Regions from separate parts of the Mus musculus genome. Here all the other regions are linked to region 2. Evidence: chromatin contacts called from public HiChIP or PLAC-seq data. All regions are on one chromosome and are shown on one strand. Each heading gives the region's core, a stretch centred on a gene start, on an enhancer-like site or on the middle of the called end of the contact. The rest is flanking DNA. Distances are from core to core; before and after follow the strand shown. Region 1 has its middle 24 kb from the start of 1700006J14Rik. Region 2 has its middle 5.8 kb from the start of Gm35182. Region 3 has its middle 55 kb from the start of 1700006J14Rik. Region 4 overlaps Hmga2 (high mobility group AT-hook 2).

Region 1 (6,681 bases), core at 1,240-3,739, 410 kb before region 2:
GGTCATGATATTTTATCCAGGAATAGAAACCTTGTCCAAGACAAACTGGAAGTGGGGTATTCCTGTGACAACCTGACCATGTTTTGGGGAGGACTGTGGAAGGACTTTGGAACTTTGAGCTAGAAGAGCCATTGGGTGTTAAGAGCTCTGTGGAATGTTCTGTAGGCGTATGGAAGATAATGTTGAGAACAGTGGAAATGATGGAGGCTTGGCTTGTGAAATTTCAGAGGTAAGATTAAAGACTCTTATCAGGGCTGTTGCTGTTTTGATTGTGATGATTCTGTGCTTTTGGTCAGCTGGGGCTGTGATTAACAAGATACTAGAAGTACTAAGGGGAAACCCTTGCATTAATGGGACGATTGATGCTGGTTAGCTGGAGCTAAGAAACTAGCAGTGATTAAGAAGAGACCAGCATCACTAAGGTGAAATCATCTGGGCAGTGTCTGAGAGCACAGAGAAGCTGTGTTCCAGAGGCAGCCACGGTTGTACCTCATGTTGGCAGCCAGACTTGGTACTGTGTAAGAGTCATCCAGGTGGTACCGGTTTTGAAACATGAAGGGGCAGCACCTGATGCTTGGCACTATGAGAGGCCAGGAGAGGCCATTGGTGAAGGTGCAGCCTCTGTGGCAGTTGAAGGCCCAGGACTGAAGGGGTCATACAGAGAAATTGAGGCTTAGCACCATGAAAAGAGCCTATGAGAGGTTGCAGCAGAAGATAGCAATGTTTTGGAGATGCTAACACCATGAGATGACCACCAAGAACAGCAGCAGCAGTGGAGTACAGGCAGCTGGAGCCTAAAAGACAGTGTGTGTGCTACAAAGGGCAGGGCTGGAGAAGTGACCCAAGCCCATGGAGGAGCCCAGAAGATCATGAGTGGATCCCAGACATTGGACAGTTAGAGTTTGATTTTGATTTTGGATTTATTTATTTATTTTATGTAGAAAAGTATAACAGTGTAACTCATAACTGATGGTTGTGAGCCATCATGTGGTTGCTGGGAATTTGAACTCAGGACCTCTGCTCCCTCCGGTCCACCCCACTCACTCTGGCCTAAAGATTTATTTATTATTATATCTAAGTACACTGTAGCTGTCTTCAGACACACCAGAAGAGGGCATCAGATCTCATTAAGGATGGTTGTGAGCTACCATGTGGTTGCTGGGATTTGAACTCAGGATCTTTGGAAGAGCAGTCAGTGCTCTTAATCACTGAGCCATCTCTCCAGCCCTTGATGTTGTTTTTGATTGTGACCGTGCCCTGATATTTTTCCCTCTTGAAGAAAGAAAGTATTTTAGTGGAATCCACAGTTAAGATTGTAAAAAGATTTTGAATTTCAAAGGAGTTTGGATATTTTAAGGAATTGAACTTTTAATATGTAAAGACTGTGGGACTTTTAAAGTTATTTAGATCTTGGGAATGATTAAGAAAGTAAGGTTTAGGCTTAATAGTGATGTGCTTGTGTGTCTAGTTGAAGAGGGATCAGTTGTACTAGCTGGTTTTGTGTATCAACTTGACACAAGCTGGAGTTATCACAGAGAAAGGAGTCTCCCTTGAGGAAATGCCTCCATGAGATCCAGCTGTAAGGCATTTTCTCTGTTGGTGATCAAGTGTGGGGAGGGCCCATTGTGAGTGGTGCCATCCCTGGGTTCGTAGTCCTGGGTTCTATGAGAAAGCAGGCTGAGCAAACCAGGGGAAGCAAGCCAGTAAGCAGCACCCCTCCATGGCCACTGCATCAGCTCCTGCCTCCAAGTTCCTGCCCTGTGTGAGTTCCTGTCCTGACCTCCTTTGGTGATAAACAGCAATGTGGAAGTGTAAGCTGAATAAACCCTTTCCTCCCCAACTTGCTTCTTGGCCATGATGTTTTGTACAGGAATAGAAACCCTGACTAAAACATACAGTCTTGGATGAGAAATAAGAAAAGAACCTGAGCTCTCACAGCATCGCTGGTATCGATTTTACAAAGAGATTCTTTCTGCCACAGTGTTGCTTCTGTTCCCAGAACTTAGGAGCCAGCAGGCAGGAGTTGTCCCCGCCCACACCCAAGCCCCTGCATGCCACTGGCCTCACTCACAGCTCCTGTGGGCTTGTTTTTATTTTTGTTTTTAAAACCAGGACAGTAAAGTTTCAAAACATACTCTCTGAGGCAAAATAGCGGCAGGAAAAGATTTGTGCTAACAGAGTCAGGCAGGTGGCGCAGCTCATTAGACCTCTTACCCACAGCAGGATGCATATTTGAGAATTACCAAGGTTTTTTTTTTTTTTTTAGAAAGAAAAGTGCACAACTTCATTCTTGTGGTTTTTGCATCCCAATTTCAGACAGGCTTGGACAGATTCTCCCATCTATTCCTAAGTGATGGATCTGAACCGGGTTTCGGAACTTAAGAGGAGAACAAAGACAAAGACAGAAGGCTAGGGAAGATGTGCCGCACCCCAGGGACCACCCAGACAGCCACAGGAAACTGTTGCCACTCACCTTTCAATCCTTTTCAGTTTGTGTCATTTCCAAGGGGGTTGGCGGCAGATTGTAGGAGGCTCCAGCCTGGGGCAGCTTTGGTACTGCAGTGAGTAGCACCCAGAACTGATCCAAACAAGCCCAGCCCTTTTTGTTCTGAGTGTTCCTTGCAAAGTCTGAGGCTGAGTATTTGAACAGTTCTCTCATTAGTCCATGCTGTCAGCCCTGTAAAGAGCCACTTAAGACAGGCTAACTGTAAAGGGTAGGGATTTACTGAGCTCACCTTTCAGAAGAATAAATTCTTGTTTTTTAATTGGATATTTTCTTTATTTACATTTCACATGTTAGCTCCTTTGCCGTTCCTGCCCCCAGAGACTCCCATCCCATACCCCTCCTCCTGCTTCTATGAGGATGTACCTCCAATCCTCCCACCCCACCCCCACTCCCACCTCCCTGACCTCGCATTCCTCTACCCTGGGGCATAGAGCTTTCATGAAACCAAGGGCCTCTCCTCCCATTGATGCCTGACAAGGCCATCCTCTGCTACATATGCTGCTGGAGCCATGGGTCCCTCCGGGTGTACTCTTTGGTTGGTGGTTTAGACCCTGGGAGCTTTGGTTGGTTGATATTGTTCTTCCTATGGGGTTGCAAATCCCTTCAGCTCCTTCAGTCCTTTAAGAGCACAAAGCAGGCTCTGGTGAGGGCCCCCTTTGGTGGTGTCATGCATGGCAAGTGGCAGTGTGGGAAGAGGGGAGGAAACCCATGATTACAGACAGGCCAATGGGAATTCATCTGAGTGGTACCAACCATAGAGTTTTCCAATAACTCTCTTGAGAGAACTACTGGAGACTCAGGAGAGAACTTTAGTCCTTTTTCAGGCCGGTACCCTCAACTGTCCTGAGGACATCCCATTATCCAATCTCTTCAAGAGTCTGCATCCCCTTCCAATCCCATGGCCCTGGGCCAAGCTTCTAGCAAGAACTGGGGCCCCACTGATGTATCAAGTTTAAAACATGATGAGCATCAGACAGAAAGAAAAAAACCATGAGTTAGGTGCAGACAGCAAGCAATCGGCCCGGAACAGGTTTAAAAACAAGGTCAAGAAAAATGCTCAGAGTGTTCTGGAAGGAGACACAGTTCACATTGGCAGTGTGGTGAGAGGAAAAAGTCTACAGAGTCCATCAGAGAAGCAAATCTTAATGTCAGAGATGACACAGTTGTACCTACACATGCATTAGGTCATATGGGCAAACTCGGATATAACCCTGTTGTCACAACAGTGTCTTGGGATTTGTTCCCTGATACTGGCAAAACAGGGTGTGAAAGGACCAAAGGAGTAGCCTCAGAAGGCACAGATGTGTGAACACATTATGTAGGGAGACAATTCTAGAGGATGGCCATTGAGTCAGGAGAAAGAAGGAGGACCCACTGACTGGAAGGTCTGTGATGGGACTTTGTCCTCACTGAGAAGGAGAAGGACTTTCTTTGAGTTTCATCAGAGAATGATTGGTGTGTTATGAGCAGGGTGGCACTCATCCTTTTCGGGTTTCTTGGCCACATTGGTCTTCTCAAACACTCCAGGCATCCCCCTGTCTCATCTGCACTTCACACATGTCAGATGCTGACACTATGATCTTTCTCCGATGCCTCCCTGCACCAATATTAGCTTATTAAAATTGATTTCCCTTCCCTTCCATATAACAGAACCCATCATTCCATGAAGCTTTTGTAGAGGCTGATTGATTTATTTTACTAGTTTACTGGTGTGTGCATGTGTAGGTGTGGATATGTGAGTGCGTGTGTGTGTGTGTGTGTGTGTGTGTGTGCACGTATGTGTGTGTATGTGCGTGTGTGCGCGCACGTATGTAATGTGTATGTATGCAATGACACTCACAGAGCTGACTTCAGGAGTTCATTCTTGCCTCTCACTCTGTTAGAGCAGAGTGTTTCTTGTTGAGCCCACTGTGCTTCGTATTACAGGCTAGCCGGCCTGACCATCTCTGGAGCTAGTCTCCTGTCTCCACTTCCCAAGAGGGAGTGGGGTTATAGACATAAGCCACCATGTGTAGCTTTTTTTTTCCCCTTTATGATGTAGATTATAGAGTTAGGACTCACCATTTAGCTTGTGCATTTTTACCCATGGAGACATCTAGCTTCCTTTACCCGTAGCTTTATGTTGTGGTTGTTCCTACAGACATCTTAGCTTCTAGAAGCTTCTAACTTCTAGTATTAGAAAAAGCTCATTGTGTCTGATAGTCCCCACATGCTAGTGTTTAGGCAAACAAAAATTGACTTTTCTCACCACATAACCCATTGGTTCATCAGCTCATGGTTATTATTTGTGCCACAGAAGAAGAAGTATTTTTTTGTTTTATGAGACAGGGTTTCTCTGTGTAGCCCTGGCTGCCTTAGAACTCCCTCTGTAGACCAGGCTGGCCTTGAACTCACAGAGATCTGCCTGCCCTGCCTCCTGAGGGGAACGCTGGGATTAAAGGTGTTCTGCCTCCTCAGCCAAGGGAGAAGCACCCTTTAACACAGATTCTCACGTCACTGCCACAGTGCGGAGGACAGTCTTTTGTGCACTGGCCCTCAAAGCGTCTGCCTGAAAATGACACACAAAATTCAACACCTCAGTCATTGGTCATAACAAGTCATGTTTAATGCCACAGAGGAAAAGCCATGTCACCACACACCCAGTAGACAGGCCCAGAGACATGTGGCAACTGCACCAAGCTGGTCATAGTACAATAGATAGATTATATAGTTATTTCATTATTTGTCTCCCTCCCCAGAATACACAATGACTTTCTGTGTTTCCTATAGTTTTCCTATGCTGGGAGTGTGTTTGCTGTGCAGTCCGTGGTATGCAGTAAGCACTTAATAAATACGTGTTGAATGATTGAACACACATCTGAGCGCTCTCTCCAGACTGTAACTCCTCCAGGGCATACACAGTGCTCATTTATCTTGGCTTCACCTTTCATTTCTGGACAGCGTCTTGGACCTAAGGGTTCATTAAACATCATCTCAATGGAAAAACAAGCCAGGGTGGAGGAACACACTTCCTTATTTTTCAGAACTCTAGAATATTTTCCAGTTCAGAGAAGACTGGAAACAAAGTAGAATAGTGAAGGGAGACAGGAATGCAAAGGAAGAAAGAAAGAGAGGGGGGGGAGGGAGGGAGGAGGGGGAAAGGGGAAGAAGGAGAGGAGGAAGGGAAGGGAAGGAAGGGGGAAAGGAAAGGAAGGGAAGGGGAGGAAGAAAGGAACGCAGGGGAAGAGAAGGAAGGAAGGGGGAGGAAAGGAGGGAAAAAGGATGGGGAAGAGAAGGGAAGGAAGGGAGGAAGGGAAGGAAGAAGGGAAGGAAAGGGAGGAAGGGGAAAGGAAGGAAGAAGGGAAGGAAATGGAGGAAGAAGGGGAGGGAGAAGGAAAGGAAGGAAGGAAGGAGGGAAGGGAGGGAAGGGAAGGAAGAAGAGAAGGAAAGGGAGGAAGGGGAAAGGAAGGAAGAAGGGAAGGAAATGGAGGGAAAGAGGGGGAAGAAAGGAAGGAAGAGCAGATGAGCGAATGAGTGAACAGGGGACAGGCTGGAGCCTTTGAGTGTAGAGTGAGTGTGGAGAACTCATGTAGACCATGAGGTCATCTCAGTGAAGATTTCTCAAAGGATGCTTGCTGCCTGCCCTTAATTAACACTAATTTACTATGCAAAGCCTTCCATGCTCTTTAGCCCTTGTCTCTGACTTCAAGGGCAGGGGGCAGTTTGAAACCCAGAAAGCTACAAGGCTCTTGGAGATATATTAATCAGAAATCGATCTTCCTTGATTTGTATTGGTCTCTTTGCCAGTTAACTTTGAGTTTCTCGATTAATCAGAAACTTGACCTCAGGGGAGAACTCAGCAGCGGTGACACCGCAGGGTCCAAATGGGAGTGGGGAAACTGAGTCACCATTTCATGACTGAGAGAAAACAGAAGGGAGGAAGATTGACTTTGGGTCATGGTTTCTTAGCACTCTCTAGACCCACGATTCTCAACCTTCCTAGTGCTGCGACCCTTCAATACAGTTCCTCATGTGGTTGTGACCCCCCAAGCATAAAACCATTTTTCATTGCTACTTCATAACTGTCATTTTCCCACTGTTATGGGTCATCATGTAATTACCTGATATGGCCTTGGGCGACCTCTGTGATGACCAAAAGGATGGAGACCCATAGGTTGAGACCCATGATTCTGTAG
Region 2 (7,360 bases), core at 1,092-3,591:
TCCTGGGGGACATAGGGACCGTTTTACACAACCCAACCTTTAGGTTCTAATCCCTCAGCCTATTCCTCTTCTCACCTCATTTTTCCCCCTCTGGTCTGAGCTGCCATGAACTTGATCCAAAGCCCCATCTCTAACCTGAGTCTTGTCTCTCCCATCAGTGGTTCTCAACCTTCCTAGAGCCTCAACCCTTTGATACAGTTCCTCATGGTATGGTGACTCCCAACTGTAAAATTATTCCATTGATACTTGGTAACTACAAATTTTCTACTGTTAAAACGTGTCATGTAAATATCTGATATGTAACCCAGGTGGTCACAACCCACAGGTTGAGAACTACTGCTCTAATTACTTCACATTGTCTCTCTGCAATAACGTCTGTGCCCTCGGCAACCCTGAATTCTTTAGTCAGTTCATCCGCACGGCCCAATCCTCAACCAGAATAGACTGCCTCTGGCTCTGAGTAGTGGCACGACATTGTCCACAGAGGCTCCATACATTACAACCTGATGCACTATTGTCCCCTCCCTTAAGAGTTAATCTGGCAGAGCGCATCAGTTATTCACCCTGCCACTTCCAGGGAAGCTGATTTGTCTAAAGACCTGCAAGAGGGCTGGAGAGATGGCTCAGCGGGAACACTGATTGCTCTTTCACAGGTTCTGAGTTCAGTTCCCAGCAACCACATTGGTGGCTCACAACCATCTGTGATGGGATCCGAGGCCCTCTTCTGGTGTGTCTAAAGACAGCAACAGTGTACTCACATACATAAAATAAATAATTCTTAAAAAAAAAAAAAGATATGCGAGAACATGGGAGGAATGACCACCCCCTTCATGTGATAACTTACTTCTTCCTCCTCCCAGAATGCCCTCTGCTGATGCAGCCACTTGCATAGCTTTGCAGAACCTGCCTACTCTACGGCCCAGAAACCTCAGTATGCTTTCAGTGACACACTGGACTTTCCCATCTCTTCCCTGAAGCTTGCCTGCTCCTTCTACCAAGCTGCTGCTTGGCTGTCTACTGCTGAAAATGGCAGGGTCCTTGCCTCTTAACTCAAAAGACATGTCTCGCCTCCCTCTCTCCCTCTTTCTTCCTCTCTTCCTCTCTGTCTCTCTGTGTGTCCCTCTCTCTCTGTCTCTCTCTCTCTCTCTGTTTCTCTCTGTGTGTCTCTGTCTCTCTTTTTCTCTGTCTCTCTCTTCCTCCCCTCTTGGCAGCTGCCAAAACTTACAGTTTGTCTACTCTGTTTCTTTTCTCTCAAACTCTAATAAACTTGTCCCAGAGTTTCCTTGGAGTCCATTTCTAAAGTCTTTTATTAACAAGAGTAAAAACCCCCAAGGAGGGAACCCCCAGTTATCCCAGAAACAATAATGCTAGATCCAAGAAAAGGGAGCTCTCAGGGTTCCCGCCTTTCACACAGCTGACCCAAACCAAATAGTTATTTGCCAGTCGCTCAACCATCTTACACCAAACACCTCAATTCCTCCCTCAGCAGCCCATCAGGTGGGTGCTTCGACCTCGGTCTAAGCTCCTGGCACCCCTCTTTCTTCTGGCCACTCATTTGATTGCCCTCTGCATTGCTCCTTTGAGGTCTGCCGGCAGGGTTTTAGAGAGAGTGTGTGCCTCTGCCCGAGGTAACAGGATTTAGCTTTGTGTGATAGGAAGCCCGGCGCCCGCCATGTGCTGGAGTGTGGATGCTCTTTGTTAAGCTCCCGGGGTCTGGAAGGAAGCAGCTATGCTCTTGTTTAATTCCATATGAGCGGCTTTTTTATTTTTACAAATAGTCCTCTTGCTGTTAGGGAGAGTGAGGGGCATAAATCATCATGTCTTTGGCAGCCAGGATTTCGTGAGCATGGTCCTCATTAAAGTCTTTAGTTGCAGGGTTCCTGGAGACCTTGCTTTGATACCAAAAAAACATCAAACTGAAGCGCCACGGTGGGGGGGGGGGTGGCATGGAGAGGAAGGGGTGGAAACTCGGGAGGACCTCAGAATTGCTGTTGGGAAGCAGCGGGGAAATACTAGGCAGCTACCAAAAAAAAAAAAAAAAAAAAAAGTAAAAATTGCAGGAGTTATATAGCTCCTTGCTGCAGAGTCCAATCAGCACCCCCCCACACACACACCCGCCAGTCCCCCCCCCCCAAAAAAAAACCCACAAAGGCACAGAAAGCTACAGCAGCCAGAAGAACGGTCGCTGGAGATGGTGAGGGAGGGGTTGGGGGGAGGAGAAAAGTTCTCGGAGCTTTTCCCTCTCCAGACCTCTGCCCAGCAGGCCTTGGACCTCAAGGAACTAACCTTTTCCTAAGGCCTGATCTCCCCGCTGGGAGGGAATCCAATCCCCGGGCAAAGGTCGCCCGGAATAGCGCTGTGCTGCTGGCTGCGCTGTTCATTCACAAAATGAGCTCCTTTGTGATAAAGTGGGGAGAGCAGCCCGCTTGTGTGCATTCCAGGCTGGTGGTAGGAGAGCCGCCAATAGCCGCCCAGGCAGTGGGAACTCTGGCACTAGCAGCTCCTTTTTCAGAGTCGTAGCGGCCCTTCGGAGCCCCGCGCCTCCAATTCCAAGAAATCAAAGCATGTTTTAAATGTGGGGGTGGGGGGGGGTAGTGTTTGGTGGTGGCAGTTTCAAGGAACCCAGCAGTGACTGTTTTTGAAAAGTGAAAATCCTGGCTGAATCCATCTATTTTGACTGGAAGTCACAAAAATGTACCAGGCAAAGGGCCAGGCACAAGGAGCCATTCTTAAAAATCGCCCCATGGACCGGAGGAAAACCCCTTTGAGTTTTAGGTTTTTTGGTTTTGGTTTTGGTTTTGGTTTGGTTTTTGGTGTTTGATTTTTGGTGTTTAATTTTTCGGAGCAGGGTTTCTCTGTGTAGCCCTGGCTGTCCTGGAACTCACTCTGTAGACCAGGCTGACCTTGAACTCAGAAATCTGCCTGCCTCTGCCCCCCAAGTGCATGTGCCACCACTGCCTGGACCCCTTTGAGTTTTGTGTTTGGTTAAACCAAGATGAGCTGCTTCCAGAGCAGAGAGATTCATTCCTGCTGGAGCCTGTATCCTCATGTCAGTACTAAAGACACACACCAGTTGGTCTTCCCTGCCTGACCAGGCAATACTTTTTCTTTATGCAGACAAGCAATAGTCAATGTCTTTTTAAAGGCCTGAAAGAGGGAGTGTTAGCCAAAGTCACAGGGGAAAGGACAGGGCAGTGACAGAGGAGTCACCCAAGTTCAGCTTTCTGTGGCAGTGTCTGCTGATCCTGGCAGCCCTGTCCTCCCTAGTCACTTCCCAGGGAACTTACAGCCCAGCTTGTCCATTCTCCATTCCTATGTATAAACTGGCATTGCAGGGATCTACACACAACGTAAATCCTCAGTGTCATTTGGGAAACGTGTTACACTTGAAAACCAGTTTGAACATGTGTGCTCGTGCACAGACACACAGAGGGGGTGAGGGGGCAGTCTGGATTATATAGGGAGAAACCTCAGAGGGAAGGGCAGCCCAGCCCCTGGGTTAAAAAGTTCAAGGTTGGGGTCAAGGTGTGCCAGGAAGGGACTGAGGGACTCTGGGAGACCCTGGAGACCAGGTCTGCTCCATTGTGTAAAATATGTACCTCGACTCCTTGTCCCAGGGTCCGAAACCAAAGGACGACCAATTTCTCAAGTCTTTATCTGCGTATAGACTATGCAGGAACTAGCAATATGTGGATGTACGTATGTGTGAGTCTCGTTACCTTCCACCCTTCACAGAGGTCACCAACAATGGGAAGTGGCGATTGCTCCTGGTTCTGAAGGCAGACCTCAGAACTCTTGTCCTTGTATTTCATTTGTGCCTTGGATTGCTGGTTTATCAAAGGGTGTCTGTACAGCAGGACCTCGTAGACTGGAACACCCAGCAGTCTGATGCTTGTACGTCCTATCATACAGCACCATCAGAGAGTCGATCAAGTGCCTAATCTTTCCATCAAGAAAGAAAGAAAGAAAGAAAGAAAGAAAGAAAGAAAGAAAGAAAGAAGGAAAGAAGGAAGGAAGGAAGGAAGGAAGAAAGAAAGAAAGAAAGAAAGAAAGAAAGAAAGAAAGAAAGAAAGAAAGAAGAAAAGAAAACACGCTTGAAAGAGAGCCTAAAGTAAACTGAACCTGCACAAACCCTGCGTGCACAAGATCCAAGATCCGTGTGGAACTCAGAACTCTGACGTCCCACTGCCTTCCTGCAGGAGAATCCCAGGCCTGTCACACTTTCGACTGAACTTGGATCAAGTTCCCTATCAGCATTGTATTCAGGACTGCTTGTTTATGAGATATGGATACATTTCTAAAATCCCCCCCAATAAAGGGAAAGAAGAAAGACAGCGGGGTTCATGAGAGTTCTCAATTTCAGGGGTTAAAAACTTGCTTTACCGTGGCAGTGGAGGCACATAGCTTTAATGTCTGAATTTGGGAAGCAGAGCCAGGTTGGTCACTGTGAGCTCAAGACCAAGTTGTCCTTACAGCCAAAGCTACGTAGCAAGACTCTACTGCAAAAATAAACAAACAAATAAATATTAATCACAAGCCATTTCTGTGTGTGGCTAAGTAGTGTGTCCAATGGGCATTGCACATGCTCAGTGGATGTTAGTCACTATGATCTTGTTGGATTTGTTGTTTGCTTCACTTGAAAAGCAAATATCTCTGGATATAGAGTATTGTTTCCAAGACTGGACTGTGCAGCGGTAGCTGGCTGTCAGTTATGTAGCTGGTTGTTGGGGATCCAGATTGTAAATACATAGTTGCAAATCCATAGCTTGAACACAAATGAGAAAGAACGCCAAACATGACAAGGAATACCTTTACAGAGGCCATGAGAGGGACATCCTTGGCCACACAGTGGAAAATGGTTCTCAGAAAGGACCACTGAGTCCAAGCAATAAATCTTACGATGAACAAAAACAAAACGGTGTCATCTTCATAATAAAAACAATGATAAAATACCATGAATTGTGCGTCAGACTTTCCAATTCAGGATGCATTCTGAAACAAACAAACAAACCAAAAACCCCACGAAAACCCCCCAAAAAAACCTTCTCCCCAAAGCTAGAATGAGATTTGAAAGCTTCATCCTTACAGGAAACAAACAAACAAACAAACAAAAACCTAGAGATCATGACTGGGCACTGTCCTCAATCCTGGAAGACCACGATGGCAGCAGAGGGTAATAAAAAAAACTGTCTCCGAACAGAAAGGAAAAGAAGAAAGGTTTCATGAGAGTTCTTCGTTTCAGGCGTAAAACTTGCTTCAGGGCTGGCTGTTGGGCACACAGCTTTAATTCTTGAGAAGCAGAGTCAGGTAGATCACTATGAGTGCAAGGCCAACCTGTTCTTAGAGCCAAAGCCTCTGAGTGAGACTCTGTCTCAAAAACACACGCCCAAACAAATGCAAATACTTAGCTTCAAAGTCCTAAGAAGGATTGTGGCAGTGCTATGACCTCATCTGATGAAATCAGGAGGGACTTCAGAGAGAGACAGGGGTGGGGCCAACATAGTGCTGGGATGGCCCACATGCAAAAGGAACAGATCTAAGACTAGCGACACCTCCCACCTAGTCAGTCATCGATACAGAACACGCTAGTCACAACCCCTGAGCTGTGCACATGTGGACCATCCTGGAGAGGGAATTGTTACTCTCCACCCTGAGCTGCGTACCACGGGCAAGATTTAGTGGCAATAAATCCACATTGACCGTGCAATTGGGGATTTACCACAAACAGAAAGAATTCTTCTACCTGTGACAGCGCTGAAGGGCGCACATGCTCCCCAGATGCTGTCTCCTGAAACACTCTTTATTGACATGGAATGTACTGAGATAATGTCTCTTGGAAGTTCATCAAGGAGAACACAGATCCTGGGAAACTCCTAGAGGCTGTCCTGTGCACCTGGGTAGAATCCTCCAAGCCTTCAGGAATGTCCTCTCTAACGCCTAAAACCTAACTCCCCCAGCTCCAAGGTGAGGCTTGACCTCACATATAACCTCTGGCCTGGACCACCACCTTACCATCTTCCTTATGTAGTGACCTATGAGATCTGCTGTAGAAATCTCCCAACTACTTAATCTATGTTTGAATATAGCAGTTACACCATATCCACGGACCTGAACAAAGAGAGACTGGCTATTGTATGCTAAAATAGAAAAAATAATAATAATACTTGGGCATCTTGGCCTCAGAGTGACATGAAATCCAGGTCCAAATGGGATTTGAAGGCATCTATGAGTTCAAGCCCAACCTGTTCTTACAGCCAAAGCTACACATCAAGACTCTAATACACACACATACACACACACACACACACACACACACACACACACACACACACACACACAAAGAAATAAAAATGGTTTGCTTCAAAGTCCTGAGAAGGATTGTGACAGTGCTTTATCAACAAGTACAAGCATCAAGGATGAAACTCCATCTGCAATTAGGAATACTACAGAAGTGAGCCTTCCAGCATGGAGGGACCAGTATCCTTTGGAACTATTTTAGCACAGCAGCCAACACTACGAAGTGGTATACTTATCTCCTGCTGTCTTAGTTAGGGTTTTGCTGCTGTGAACAGACACCATGACCAAGGCAACTCTTATAAGGACAACATTTAATTCGTGGTGGCTTACAGGTTCAGAAATACAGTCCATTATCAACGAGGTGGGAGCATGGCAGCATCCAGGCAGGCATGGTGCAGGAGGAGCTGAGAGTTCTACATCTTCATCTGAAGGCTGCTAGCAGGATACTGCCTTCCAGGTAGCTAGGATAAGGGCCTTAAAGCGCCTATCCACAAAGCCACACCTACTCCAACAAGGCCACACCCACTCCAACAGAGCCATGCCCACTCCAATAAGGCCACACCCACCCATTAAGGCCCTACCTTCTAATAGTGCCACTCCCTGGGCCGAGCATATACAAGACTAGCGACACTCTCACCTAGTCAGTCATCAATATGGAACACGCTAGTCACAACCCCTGAGCTGTGCACATGTGGACCATCCTGGAGAGGGAAGTGTTACTCTTCACCCTGAGCTGCGTACCACGGGCAAGATTTAGTGGCAATAAATCCACACTGACCGTGCAATTGGGGATTTACCACAAACAGAAAGAACTCTTCTACTTGTGACAGCGCTGAAGTAACAAATATGTACCATGGAAAATAGAAAATAGCCTGTAAATATTGTTTAGCTACAGAGAATGCTAAGGTACCAGAAAGGTTCAACTGGGGACCACAGATACAAGTATGAGAAGCCCAAGCCTGGTATAATTTTGGACAGAACCAAGGTGTGTTCAGTAATCAAAACAGGAACTACTCCCATTTAACTCTCCAATTCCCTCCTAAGGGGGAGTATTGTGCTCTTT
Region 3 (6,604 bases), core at 1,735-4,234, 440 kb before region 2:
TGCTGAGAACCAAACTTAGGTCTTTAGAAAGAACAGCAAGGGCTCTTAACTGCTGAGCCATCTCTCTAGTCCACCAATCTTGGTTTTGCATTGCGGGTATCCACAAATGAACTCTAACCACCTCGGAAATATCTTGAGACCAAAAAAATCACGGTGGTACTGAATTGTAAATGTGAACTGCCAAAATATTACATAATGCCAATGTTATTGGATGTTTGATGAAAAACAATGTTTCTGACTGAAGTACTTGATACATACTGACTTTCTTACATGAGTGGTCACAACAGTGTCTTTATGTCGATTTATGGGCCATTCTATGGTATTGATAAATAATTTCAGTATTTTCTTCTTTTCAAGGAATAGGGTACAGGCTTCCTGCTTGCCAGTTCTCCCTTTGGAAGCCTTTTGTACCCATCACCACCCTTCAGTGGGGATCTGGGCTAAGCAGAATGGGCTGCTACATAGAGATAGTAGGAATTCTCTCTTTCTGGTACCAGTTGGGGCAGAATTCTGGGACAGGGGCTAAGTTCTCAGCCAGCAGTATAGAGCCTGAAACTGTAGCATGCTTGATACTGTTGTAATTTTATTTTCCACTTAAATCAATGGAAACACTTCATAGGGTATAGTCTTGTTTGGTAAAGGCAGCCTGGCGTGACAGACATTTCTTCACTTAGGTGTCCAAGGACCAGTTTCCAGGAGCATTCACAAAAGTAAGTCGTGTCTATGTCTCCGTCTTGGCATCACAGTGCTCAAAGGGGGGCGCTGTAGGATCATTTTCTTGGTTTCCTCCTCCAAAGTTAGGCAGAGATCTAAATTTTTATAAAGATACCACAGGGTATGACGAAGTGAGACTTTAGGCAAGTCTAACTTCTATTATGTATTAACATGACTTCAGGGGGAATTGTTAACTCATTTTTAAAATGAATAGATAGGCACTTTTGATCCTGAAAACATTCTGGCAAATTGATCTTTAGATAGCAAGTGAACCAGTGCGTTGAACATGCACAGGGGTGGGGGGTGGGGGTGGGGAGGGACCCTACCACTGGACTTGCAACAGTGCACACGTCAGAGGACAACCTGTAGGAGCCTGCTCTTTCTCTCTACCATGTAGGAACTGGGCATCGAACTCAGATTGTCAGCCTCGGTGACTGGCATCTTATCTACACAGCCATTTCCTCGGTCTCTCGAATCTCTTCATTAGGATGGCTTCAGCAGACCTGCCTCTCTCTCCCAGCGGCTCTGCAATGGCCTAGGGCCTCCCTACAAGTCTATGCTGGAGTGCCATATTGATAGCTGTGCAGCAACAAGAGAGAAAACAAACAAACAAACAACATTGAGAAGCTGCCATTTTAAGGACCAGGGTGGAAGTATCTGCATGTATGTGTGTCTGCTGGCCATCTGTTGTCACAAGATGCCATCTGAAAGCAGGAGGACTGCTGGGTATCATTCTCATGTGCCCAGAGGAGAAAGCTAATGGTTTTGTGAGCTCATAGAATTGTCTGTCTGCTGGCATTTCTGCCAACGTGTTAACTGGCAATATCCCACCATGGGATCCCTCATCGGTTGGTGTTCACAATGGTGGTTTACGATATAAGCAGCTCATAGCACCCTTACCGAAGTGAAAGTCGGGTGCACATGACAACCCAGGACTCTATTTCTCTGAGTGTAATATATTTCTGATTCTTTCAATGAGTACGTTGTAAGAAAATACCCAGCGTGATGTTTGTGCTGCCCAGGGCTCCTCAGAATTTGAAATCTCCCAGTGTGCATATTGAGTTTCCTCTTTTCTGTCAACAAGGGGGATAGTTCTTCGAGTCAGCTCTCCCACAGTCTCTACCAGTAAATATTTCCAGTGGTGAATGGTTCCAGCAGTGTTTTAGGGTTTTACTGCTGTGAACAGACACCATGTCCAAGGCAACTCTTATAAGGAGAGCATTTAATTGGGGCTGGCTTACAGGTTCAGAGGTTCCGTTCATTATCATCAAGGCATGGCATGGCAGCATCCAGGCAGGCATGGTGCAGGAGGAGCTGAGAGTTCAACATCTTGTTCTGAAGTCAAACAGGAGAAGATGGGCTTCCAGGCAGCTAGGATGAGGGTCCAAATTATTTATTTATTTATGTGAGTACACTGTTGCTGTCATCAGACACACCAGAAGAGGGTATCTCATCTCATTACAGATAGTTGTGAGTCACCACGTGGTTACTGGATATTGAACTCAGGACCTCTGGAAGAGCAGTTGGTGCTCTTAACTGCTGAGCCATCTCTCCAGCCCTAGGATGAGGGTCTTAAAGCCCACACTCACAGTGACACACTTCCTTCAAAAAGGTCTCACCCACGCCAACAAGGCCACACCTCCAAATAGTGCCACACACTCCCTGGGCCAAGCATATTCAAACCACCACAAGCATGGCCCATCATTTCTTGTATTTTGCCACAGTGATTTTTTTTCTTACCGTCCAATCCTATCTGTTTAGAATAGTTCTTATACAATCTGTGAAACATCTGGTTGTCACTCTTCCTGGATTTATCTTGCAGCCAAGCGGTTGGACCATCTGCAAGTCTTACCTTCTTTTAAATCACTTAAAATCTTTCTGATGTCTACCAGTTTTCACGCACAACTCACAGTATATTAGCTGCTGCTCTCTTGTGGCTCTCTGTGTGTGATAAGAAGAGCGCTCTAATAGTTCCCTGTCTTGGAGTTTTTTGCTGACCTTTACTTCTTACTCAGAGATAGATGTTCGCTTCCCAAGTTTTTTTTTTTTTTTTTTTGGTCATCCTCCCCATTCAGTATCATGTCTTCTTCTGCAATGGTTTTGTTTTATTTTTTGCTTTTATTCGTGAGGCAGGGCCTTACTATGCACATTAGACTGGCCTGGAACTCACAGACACCCTCTGCCTTTTCTCTGTTGGGATTAAAGTGTGTACCACAATGCTCCCTTTAGCTTTAAATTTTTTTTTTAGGAGCAGTGTATCTCAGGGTTATGTGTTAGTGACTCACAGACAGGCTGCATTCTTTGCTGGGTTTGCAAAGTATAATTGCAGAATGGGTGAGGGTAATTCATTTGACATATGTAATAATGGTTTAAATTTGCACTGTTTGAAGTCTTTAGTGAATGCAAACAGCTGCTCAATGTGTGTGTGTGTGTGTGTGTGTGTGTGTGTGTGTGTGTAAATGATCATGTTTTGTGTGAAAATGACTTAGGCAAATAAATTTTTCTTTAAAAGTTACAGAATGCTCATTCTTCAATGGGCTTCTGTTGTCTGAAACTTACAACTTGAAACCTATGATGTCAGTCAAAGGCATTAAAGAAGTAATTTTCCAGCAACAAGGTATGAGTGATAAGGTGTCCTTTTCTTTAAGACTCATCTGCATCCCAGAGGTAGAACTCTCCCAAACTAGGGCTTTCTGGGAGTGAGTCAGAGTCGGTCTGCCTCTTCCTTCTGTGCTCATGATTCAGAGCCTCGTGAGTCAGTGGCCACCTCGTAATGAGGACACTCAAGGTCACCTTGGGGACAGTGTTCCGAGTCTGACTTGAATTTGGAGGAACTGACTTGTTCAGTGTCAGAGGGGGCCATGCCTCCCAGCTCTGGTACCCCGCCTGAAGCTCATCAGCCCTCCCATGCATGCCCTTTCCTTTGCATAACAGGTTTCTAGGCACTTTCATCCATCAATGTTAAAAGTGTCTTTCCTGATGGATTACTCATTTATACATTTGAATTAAGATTTTTTTTCATTACCCAGTTCTATCACAGCTGGCATAATGAGCAATGTCAAGTTCTAAAACTATATTGTGACAACACTTTAACTTGTTATGCTTTGCCTGTGGATGTAATTAAGGCAGCGTGTTTGGTATCAGTTTATTCTTAAAAAGCAAAGTAGAAGCAGATGAGATGTATTTATAGACTCATCAAACAATGAATGGATGAAAGCAGAAAAGCAATGAATGGGGAGATGTCAGCCAGGATGGAGGAGGGACCCACTGCCAATCTCATTTCCAGACCAACTATTTGGAATTTATTCCAAAGACAGCTGTCCCTTGATTTACAGTAGGGAGAAAATGACATTTGTAAGACTATCGTACCATACTTCAATAAACTTCTACAGTTGGGGTGGGGGCTAGCTTCAGTTTCTGTGGTCAGAACCCCACCTGGAGGAAGCCAGGAAAAAAAAAATCTGGGGAACGAAGGAAAATCCTTAGGAAACACAGGAGGGTTGCAATGTGGTTCTAGCCCCCGAGAGCTATTCTGATTTGTAGCCAAAGCTACATGAGGGTGGGGGAGGGGAGTGGGTCATGGTGCAGAAAATGGACGGGAGAAGAGGATAGTGCAGAAGACAAAACCAGAGTATAAACCCCAGGGAATTCTGTTTTCGGAGCAGACAAAGAAGAAACATGGACTGCAGAGCTTGAGGCGCACAGATCCGTCTCTCTGTTTCCTTGTGAACTGGGCAAGCCTGTTCCCTTGATTGTGAAATGAAACACAAAAGCTGTCAAAAACTCCCAGGCATGTGTCTAACATTAGTCACAGGTGAGGCCGAGCCAATCTGCACTGTATTGAGCACAGTCGAGGGGCGGCTTGGGTGGAGGACATACAGTCAAGCCGGGGGTGGGGGCCCTGTTTTTTAACCCTCCATATCTCACAGTCTGTGGGAAAATGGCTTGGGTATAATGTAAGTCCTGTGTTATCTGGGGTGAGTGGCAGTTATGGGGCCTCACCAGGAATGTTCACGAGTGACTTTTAGAAGACATGCCAATTCTGATTATATATATATATATATATATATATATATATATATATATATATATATATATATATATGGATGCTTTTATTGATATATTTTCATCAACTAGAAAAGGAATATATATATTGCATATAATTATATATATAATATATATATTCCTTTTCTAGATGATGAAAATATATCAATAAAAGCATCCAGGAAGCATGAACTGCAGGAGATTTAGAAGGGGATTTCTTTAGCTTGTTGTGGGCACTGGTGTCCAGTGTATTCTGGTGTCCAGTGTATTCTGGTGTCCAGTGTATTCTGGTGTTCCCTACCCCCCACAGAGTTTCCTTTCTCTGTGTATCTTCCACGTCTCTTTTTCCCTCCTCTGTCTAGCTATATTTTATTGATGAATGTAAGTACTGCTTCTTGGCATAACTCTTTAAAGAGAGAGGGAGGGCTATGGCCTTTACACAGAACAGGAGGAAAAAAAAGAGGAAGGTAGGGAGGGCTGGGTGGGGGTGAGGGGGGCAATCCATCCCACTCACATTTTGGTTCAACCATTCAATCAGACCAACCTAGCTGAGCAATCTCCTTGGTTGGTTGAGAAAATAGATTCACTGAGCTTTGGGCTTTGTTTGCATAGGGCTGGCTGTTGTGTTATATAGATAAGCATTGTGATGTGTGTGGTGCATGTGTGGTATGTATGCAAGTATGGATGTATGGATGCAAACCCATATTTCCTTCATAATACTGTTACCTGCGTCTGCAGGTCACTTCATAGCTGAGTCTACTGGCTTTCAAACTATACGGGCAGAGCAGAAAGCACTTAAAATTTTTCCAGTCAGTCATACTTGTGTGAAATATAACAAAAAAAACCATTTTGTTAGAAAAATAGAACATAAAAAAAGTCTCTAAATCATGTCACGTTCCTCTAATGTTTACTATTTAATTTAACAGACAAGAAGAAATCATTTGCTCAGTGGTAAGAGAAGTTTCTGAAAGCTGACGCCTCCTTGTATGCTTAATGTTACCCTAGGCTTCGTTTAAAAAACAAGGCTCCAGAGCAGGGGTTCTCAAAGATCCTGACGCTGCGACCCTTCAGTACAGTTCCTCATGTTGTGTGATCCTCCAACCACAAAGTTATTTTGTGGCTACTTCATATTGTAATTTTGCTACTTTTATTAGTAGTGATGAAAATATCCAATATACAGGCTATCTGATATGAAACCACTGTGGAAAAAAAGTCATTTGACCCCCCCAAAAGGGTCATGACCCACAGGCTGAGAACTGATGCCCTAAACAGGGCAGCAAAGGTACAGCTTAGGACTTTCCAGTTCAGAACCACTAGCGATGGGTTTGTTTGTTTGTTTGTTTATTGGAGACTGAGTCTTGCTATCTAACCCAGTCTAGACTTGAACTTGTGACCTTCCTGTTTCAAACTCCCGAGTGCTAGGATTTCAAGTATGGGTCATCACACCTGTTTATTTGCTATTGAAATGTAGACAAGATCAATTCTTTGTTTTCTTATCTATTCAAGTGATCTTGTTATTTCAAACAAAAACATTTAGTGACCTGGGTAGTGTGGACTCATAAAAACCACTTAAGAGTTTGCTTAAGTTAAAGACATTCACTGTACAAGGAATGGCTCTCTTATAAGCTCCCCGTTTGTGTTTAAAAAAACTGGAATAAGCCATTTGCTTTAACACTGAAATAGTTTTAAGAACAAAACCATTTCGAAAATGTAAATAAAGATGCAGTATTCTGAAGTGTACACAGATGGCCGACCAGATATACACATATAAGCATGCCACGTTAGCTTTCCCCCAATTGATCTTTATCCAAATATAATGAGTGAATGTGGGCTGTTGCCCAAATCT
Region 4 (7,195 bases), core at 3,590-6,089, 350 kb before region 2:
GTATTTTTATTTACTATTATTATTAATTATTAATAATATAGCTGTTTTACCATTAACATCATGTGTATGACCTGTGTTTTAGTGTTATCAGTGGAATAACTACTTTTTATTTTTTTAATTTTTTGAGAGAGAGGTCTCTAGCCCAGTCTGGCCTTGGATTCTCTCTGTAGAAGAAGAGGATGGGACTTGAGCCTTTGGCTTTCCTGCCTCTGCCCCCTGAGTACTGAGTACACTTCCATCTCCTGAGTACCAAGTATACTACCAACTCTTGAGTACTGAGCACACTACCACACCAGGGTCATAGGCATCTTACTCCTCACTAGTTTAATGATGATTTTACCTTCCAGGGTTAAGAAAATTAACCCTGGAATTAACAGATGATGGAGAATGACTGGTTTATGCTTCAAAATAACATTTTTGGGGTAAACATTACATTTCTATTTTATTTCACGTGCAGAGTTTATGCACCCCTGGCCCTTCCTCCTTGCCCTCCTCCCGGGGAAGGGAGTCAGACCATCTGCTCTCACGTCTGTGGAGTTCTTCCGAGTTGCTAGATCGCTTGCCACATTGCTTGATGTGTTTATCAGTGTAAGTGACACAGATGGGCTACTGTTCTGTTCTGGAAGCCAGTCTATATTTTTATAGTCTTTTCTGTCTGCTGTTTGCGGGACCTAACCAAATCTCTCTCTCTGTGGAGTAAAGTTTCCAAAGGGACATGGCTGCAGAGTTTATGAGGTCTGAAAAATACTTTTATCTGATAGCAATTGGTTCCAGTAGAAAAATTCTGTTAGATGAATCAAGACTAGCTCTACCTCTCCCTTTTCCATCCTGTTAAGAAATTTATCACAGCGGTACTCTTCTTCTTCCACAGAAATTGAGTATATATTAATGGTAATATATAGATAACTTGTATTTATATATGAACGCTTACATATTTATCATCTATTATGTCCTCATATACATACACATAAATATGTATACATAAGGTATATGTATACATGCATAAATATATTAATTTATAAATATACACATGAAAATGTATGTATATTTACACACACACACACACATACATATATGTGAAGTTTTCCAAGTATCCAGAATAAAAGAGACCTTGTAGACAAATTGTTGCAATTGCCCAAGTTCAGAATTAATAAGTGTGTATACTTATCTCCAAAGCCCCCCCCCCCCCCTTCTCGCATCTCTGTAATGCACCTCTTACTGTACAGCCAAGCTCCCTTTACGGATCCTCAGGTTGTACAATTAAATGAACATGTGATCATCCTTGAACATCTTTCAAGACAGACTCTGTTGTTAGATCACTCACAAACAGGGGAGGAGAGACGAAGTCTATGTCAGATCTTTCCGTTTTCAGTGATCAGAAACAGTACTTTGCGGAGCTGACTCAGACGATTTTGCCACAAGCAACACACCTAATGCCTCCTTTGGAAATGATTTACTTAGAAAAATCCCAATTTAAAAGCTTTGCCTCTGAAGGGGGAAGAAAAAAAAAAGAGTGCTTTCATTTCCCTTATCGAAACAGGGAGTTCTCCCTGATTAATTTTCTGGGTAATTATTCACTTTTAGTAATTAGTGAAAACATACCTTGCTGTCAGCTTGTCATTCAGTGTATGGATAAGTGCTTAGGTAGCCAGCCTCATTAGAGTCTACAAAAACACTCGGGAGTAATTCGTGTCTCCCCTAAGAAGCTCCAAGTCCCATCAGAGAAAGAAGAAGGAAGAAGAAACAGATACATAAACGAACCAAAGGTCCAATCCATCTATTAAGATGGCGGATCCGGGATCCGCACAGACCAGGGAAAACTTGACGCTCTTTCCTTTCCCTACCATGCCTTCTTCCCTCAACTCCATTTCTCCTTTGTGCCTAACACGTTGGATCGCTTGGTGATGTTTACAGGCAGGTATTTATTTATCTCCTCTTTCATGAAACAAAACCAGGAGCCGGATAGGTAGCACGTCACCTGCTTAGTGCAGGTACTCAATTACCTCACGCAGCCATTCATTAAACGGAGTGCTACGCCACTGTGCTAGGTCACGTGACAGATCCATCGCTTAGATTCTGCACCCCCCACCCCCAACCCCGCCTCTCTGAAAAACAAAACAAACAAAAAAGCCAAGGCTCTTGGTTTTTGCCCTTGGCTTTTATAGGAAGGTCATCAGGCGTACTCTAAGGACCCGCAGCGATAGGATGGGTAAGCAACAACATTCTCGGGTCCTCCGTGGTCAGGACAAGGCGCTTGGCCTTCTCACTTCTGCTTCCTTTCTGCAGTTAAGTTAGCGCTCCCGAGGCTCATCCAGGGGCTGCTCGTTCATCTCCTTCTCCAGATATTCCCTCGGTGCACCCACATGGATTCAATTAGCACCCATCACAGATGAGCCCCAGACTCCTATCGCCAGCCCTGACCTTTCATCCGCTCTTCAGGCCCATATTTCTTAACGTCTACAAAATATGCAGAGGAGATATTTCACTGCCATCTCCAACAGACACATCAGGACCAGATTTTACTATCTCTTCTCCCAGAATTGCCTCAGTTGTTACCCCCTGCCGGTTGAGCCCTGGTGCCCAAGTTCTGGGGTCAGTTTCAGCAGCTCCCCCACCCCCGCTCTTCATTCTCTCCTCTGTACCCCTTCCGCAAGACTTCGGTGAAGACTCTCTAGCTCTTTTTCTGTATTATTTTTTTCAGGTGTGTGTAGGGGGAAGAGGCGCGGGGGAGGGGTAAAACAGGAACTTTCTGCAGTCTCGGGTTGGCCTCAAACTACCAGAGATCTCCCTGTCTCTGCCTCCTGAGTGCTGGAATTAAAGGCGTGCATCACCCTACCTGGCCCTTCCAGATTTTTAAAAAGTTCCATAGCCGAAGAACTATTGTAGATATTAACTGTCTCAAAGCCTCAAAGCCACCCTCAAGGACAAGTCATAAATAAGTACATTTTCTAGGGGCTCTGGATTGAAAGAGAGACCTGGAACACTTCCTATCACGTTTTGTCTGCTGACTTATAAAGCATAAAGGAATGCTTTACGATGAAATCATATGACAATTTATTAGCCTTTACTACTTACTTAACTCAATGGTTTTTAGGTTATTGTGTTCCCAGGTACCCTCATGCAAATGTGTTGAGGCGCTGGCCTCAACAAGCACAAGAGAAAATACAGGAAGAAAAGTCCAGACAAGGTAAATTTAAGGGCACTGCAAGCTTAGCCATCAAAAGACCCATCTGTAAGACATTAAGATGTCAGGGAGGTTTTCCTTGTCTCATCTTCACATTTCCCGATTCTTCATTTCCACCTCTTTCTAGGCTTTTTGTTCCTTTGCTTCCAAGCTGTCTTCTAACTTCTGGAGATCAATTTAGGAGTGCCCGTGCATTGCAGGGAAGAAGCCTCAGTCAGCCAAGTCTTAGAGATTCACCAGCCAGCACAACTGATTCGACCAGCCTCTGAAGAATGGGACTCAGTCTTCAGCCTCCTCTATCGGAGGAGGAATGTCCCAGGCTCAGGAAGATAGCCCCCCCCCCCCCCCCCCCAGTCCTTGTAAACACAGAACTCTCCTCTCGCTTCCCATAAAAACTGCCGTGTGTTCTGTTACCCAGCCGCTCTTCTCCCTCCTAGTGCCTCAGCTCAGGCTGCTGAGACACTCACTCACTCATGTGGCAGAGGGGGACTATAAGCCACACTGACACAAGCTCTTGCCAATCCACCACTCGTTAAGACTCTGTTAACACACTTCAGTAAAGTCTGTTTTATGGAATCTCCAGTTGCACAGTGTAAACACAAAGAGAGGGGAACTCCTCAAAATATGCAGCTCACAGCGGGAATTAAAAGGCTCACAAAGAAACAGCCAGGTGTGGCAGAATTGGAGCTACCTTGAGTAAAGGAGGAAGTACTATTTATAAGTTGCATGGCAGCGAACAGATACAGGGGAAGGAAAAGGAGGAAAGGCTGGTGTCATGGGGCGCTGGAGAGGCAGGAGCAGCGTGTGTATGTATTTTGAGCATCTTATTTATGAAATTAAATCACACCAGAGCCAAGACTGTGGTTACTACAGGTATAAAAGCACCTGAAACCCTGCCCAGCCTCTGTGTTGTAAGCTGTCTTCCCAGGCAAACCTCCATGTCTGCCTCTGTAGGCACCTTTGTCAGCTTTGCCAAAGAGTGCCACATAAGATGGCTGTACAACTGAGAGCGAGTAACTTATCCTAAAATGAGACCCAGTGGGTCCCTGATGTTGAAAAAGACCATAAATAAAGAACTAACTTTGGAAATTCCTCAAGGTGAACATGAGATAAGAGAATGATCTAAAGATGTCAACACCAGTTAAGGGACTGCCTTGAATACTGCTCTTCTTGAATGGCGATCTCTAGGAGGAGCATGTGTGTGTGTGTGTGTGTGTGTGTGTGTGTGTGTGTGTGTGTGTGTGTGTATAGATATGGAAATAGCATCAAAATATCTACTAACAACAACAAAAAAAAACCTGGGAAATAATTAAGGAGGTGTTTCAGAGGCGATAGGCAAAAAGAATTATTTGAAAGTCTCAACCCTTTATTCCGATCTATGCCTGTAATGTAGGAAACTGACCTGGACGAGGAGGAGAGGAGGAGGAGGAGGAGGGGAGGAGGAGGAGGAGGGGAGGAGGAAGGAAGGGAAGCAACATTTATCACAATATTGAGAGCAAGCCAGGAATGCTACATGCATCAGAACTTCTGGCAAGGCCCCTGTAAGATAGTTCTCATCAAGCCCCACCTAGCAGACAAGGAAACTGCCATTCAGGAAAGTTAAGGGCTCTGACTGGGGTCAAGCAGCCAGTGAGTAATGTGACTCTGATTCAGACTCAGGTCTGACTCTGAAGCCCATATTCTTTCAATTATACCACGCTGCTTATTAAAGGGCTGAATACTACGCCTTGTGAGAAAAAGCTAAAGGGAGTTCTATAACTCATGTTGGACAAAAAAAGACTGGAAAATGATATAATGATTTTGAAGTACTGTCTAGGAAGGATTAACCTAAAGGATGGTAACCAGCTGTTTTGAAAGCTGCTCTGAAGAAAGAGAATAGGAAACGGGCTTCAGCCGCCACAGCAAAAAGAGAAGCTGCCTTTCCAGAAGGCTCCCTTGCGCTGGAGTTAGTAGCTGAGGAGAGAACGCCGCTGTGGAATTTTCTTCCTGTGCAAGTCAAGATGGCTGACCCAGAAGAGAGAAAAAGAGGAGTTTCCCTACACGGAGAGTATTAAATGAAGAAGTGGGCAAGAGAAAAGGGAGAAGAGGAAGTCTTCCTTGGAATCGCAAACCAGGACAGATGATGAGGGAAAGGGGCAACTGGAGAAAGGCTGGACCGGCCATAATGGCAATTGTGATCACAAATAGAAACAGAAGCTGTAAGTCCATCTAGCCTAGAGCTGTCTCCTTTGGTAACGTTCTTCCATGCAATCAGGAGGGGCTGAGTTGGACCCCAAGCACCGCATAAAGCTGGTAACAGAGCCTCAGCTCATAGCAGTCACTGAGACCTTTGTATGACTCCGGGATGGAAGTGCCATTCAGGCTATAAAAATCAGCTGTAGACAGCCCCGCCTGCCAGAACTCAAAGGCCCAATCATCAGAGTCCATAATAGTTCTGGGAAAGTCCAAAACTGTACTAACCTTACATTTTAGCTTCTGTAGTTCCTCTCCTGGCTAACGGCTCTTGTTAACTGAAGTCCATCAACTCAGAAGACGGTTTTCGTGCTTAAAACCACTCCCTAAGAAGGCTCAGGGCTATACTGCCATCCCGAGCGCCCAGTGTAGTCGATGGCTGGCTAATAAAGATGTTCTATTGTCTTACACTCAAGTCAGAGCAGTATTCTCTGGGAAATAATCCGCAACAATAGAGGTGCATGCTGGTAATCTTAGCAACGGCGAAGCAGAGGCAGGAGGAGCCCTGGCAGGAGAGGCTCACAGGTTACCATTCTAACCGAATCAGCAAGCCCAGGTCTCATTAGGAGACCGTCTCAAAACAGAAGGTGGACAACGCTTGGGGAATGATACCTCAGGTGAACTAACCCCTGACTCATACATGTACACACATGCACACACACACACATGCATGCACGCACACATACACATGCACACATATATATATACATGCACACATACATATACATGCACATACACATGTGCGCACGTGCACACACACACACACACACACACTCACACTGGAACATTCCCAGAGAAAGTCTGGAGTAACTAACTGTGCCTATAGAACCTGCTTCTCCAAAGATATTTTCACACTATATCTTCATTTAAAAGGGAGAATTTAAGAATGGTCCTGCTTCCACGCAAGAACTCATTAAAGCATTTAAAGGCTAACTGAGCACTTGAGGGCCTTTTTGTACTCTCAAAATAGTTATTTTTTTTTTAAACTTGACTTTTACATAGGTTTAATAACATTCACATTTCAAACACTGTATTGGCCCATGGTGTCCCACTAAATATCAGACATTATCCTAAGACAGTCTACATTTCAAGGCTTGTGAAAGCTGTGACCCAGTCAAGCCAAGGAACCATCTAGCTAAAAACCAGCAGAGCTGAGGTCCAACTTGAAGTCCTTGAATGGATTTCAAACCCAATATTTCCCTGCCCGTCCCCCTCCCCGGAATTTTAGCCTATTCTGCCAAGTACTCTGTGAGGGCTGGCTGCCTGTCAACCGCACCATGTTGGCTCATTTTTCTAACATCCACGTGAATGACTGTAATTCTATAGATTGTTTCCTTGGGTGGCTGAAGAGCTGATAAACACAATGAAGAATCCCAAGGAACAGAGCCACAGAGAAGAACCCCACATCCTGGCCACTGACGTCATCCTGCACACATACCAATGAGACGAGTTTTGGACACACTGAGAACAATGTCTGAGAGCTCTGTTCTTTGTTGAAACCTACTCGGCTTCCAGGGAACATTCTTTCCTTCATTTGCTTATTCATTCGTTTATTCAAATGTAACACAGATGAGGTCACAGGGTTGGGTCTATTTTTTTTTTTCTGTGTTGAAAAGTTTTAAATTAATGTTCTTTGCAGAAAACTAATTCCTGAATATAGAAATGCACCAATTTCACTTTGATGTTAATTTTTTAAAAAGCTCATTTAGCTTACGAACACAAATAAAAATAATTTAAATATCCGTCACTTGCCTTTAGAATCGTCTGTGGAGGGTGTCG

The links. HiChIP or PLAC-seq counts read pairs in DNA pulled down with a chosen protein or histone mark.
Region 1: a contact with region 2 is called in an H3K4me3 HiChIP or PLAC-seq map of embryonic stem cells, with 12 read pairs. The contact joins two enhancer-like sites. A contact is called at or near these places in 1 of 484 Hi-C or Micro-C datasets (bone marrow-derived macrophages) and 2 of 115 datasets of contacts at active chromatin or transcription factors (acute myeloid leukemia and embryonic stem cells).
Region 3: a contact with region 2 is called in a CTCF HiChIP or PLAC-seq map of the NIH/3T3 cell line, with 13 read pairs. The contact joins two enhancer-like sites. A contact is called at or near these places in 1 of 15 datasets of contacts at CTCF or cohesin (the NIH/3T3 cell line), 1 of 484 Hi-C or Micro-C datasets (bone marrow-derived macrophages), 6 of 115 datasets of contacts at active chromatin or transcription factors (embryonic basal ganglia, embryonic forebrain, embryonic stem cells and 3 more) and 1 of 9 other capture datasets (embryonic stem cells).
Region 4: a CTCF HiChIP or PLAC-seq map of the NIH/3T3 cell line shows a contact between it and region 2, with 10 read pairs. The contact joins two enhancer-like sites. A contact is called at or near these places in 1 of 15 datasets of contacts at CTCF or cohesin (the NIH/3T3 cell line), 1 of 115 datasets of contacts at active chromatin or transcription factors (embryonic forebrain) and 1 of 9 other capture datasets (embryonic stem cells).

The regions. Positions count from the first base shown.
Region 1 is chr10:120,336,967-120,343,647 of GRCm38.p6, forward strand. No RefSeq gene overlaps it. Among named protein-coding and RNA genes, the nearest start is that of 1700006J14Rik, 24 kb to the right of the region's middle. Within about 2 kb of position 2,490, at least 9 of the 459 cell types and tissues checked have an H3K27ac peak or open chromatin away from gene starts, as enhancers often do. A contact at or near this core is called in embryonic stem cells, where this site is marked.
Region 2 is chr10:120,742,925-120,750,284 of GRCm38.p6, forward strand. No RefSeq gene overlaps it. Among named protein-coding and RNA genes, the nearest start is that of Gm35182, 5.8 kb to the right of the region's middle. Within about 2 kb of position 2,342, at least 150 of the 459 cell types and tissues checked have an H3K27ac peak or open chromatin away from gene starts, as enhancers often do. A contact at or near this core is called in the NIH/3T3 cell line and embryonic stem cells, where this site is marked.
Region 3 is chr10:120,305,442-120,312,045 of GRCm38.p6, forward strand. No RefSeq gene overlaps it. Among named protein-coding and RNA genes, the nearest start is that of 1700006J14Rik, 55 kb to the right of the region's middle. Within about 2 kb of position 2,985, at least 47 of the 459 cell types and tissues checked have an H3K27ac peak or open chromatin away from gene starts, as enhancers often do. A contact at or near this core is called in the NIH/3T3 cell line, where this site is marked.
Region 4 is chr10:120,395,207-120,402,401 of GRCm38.p6, forward strand. All of the region lies in intron 3 of Hmga2 (high mobility group AT-hook 2), which reads right to left. Among named protein-coding and RNA genes, the nearest start is that of 9230105E05Rik, 9.3 kb to the left of the region's middle. Within about 2 kb of position 4,840, at least 42 of the 459 cell types and tissues checked have an H3K27ac peak or open chromatin away from gene starts, as enhancers often do. A contact at or near this core is called in the NIH/3T3 cell line, where this site is marked.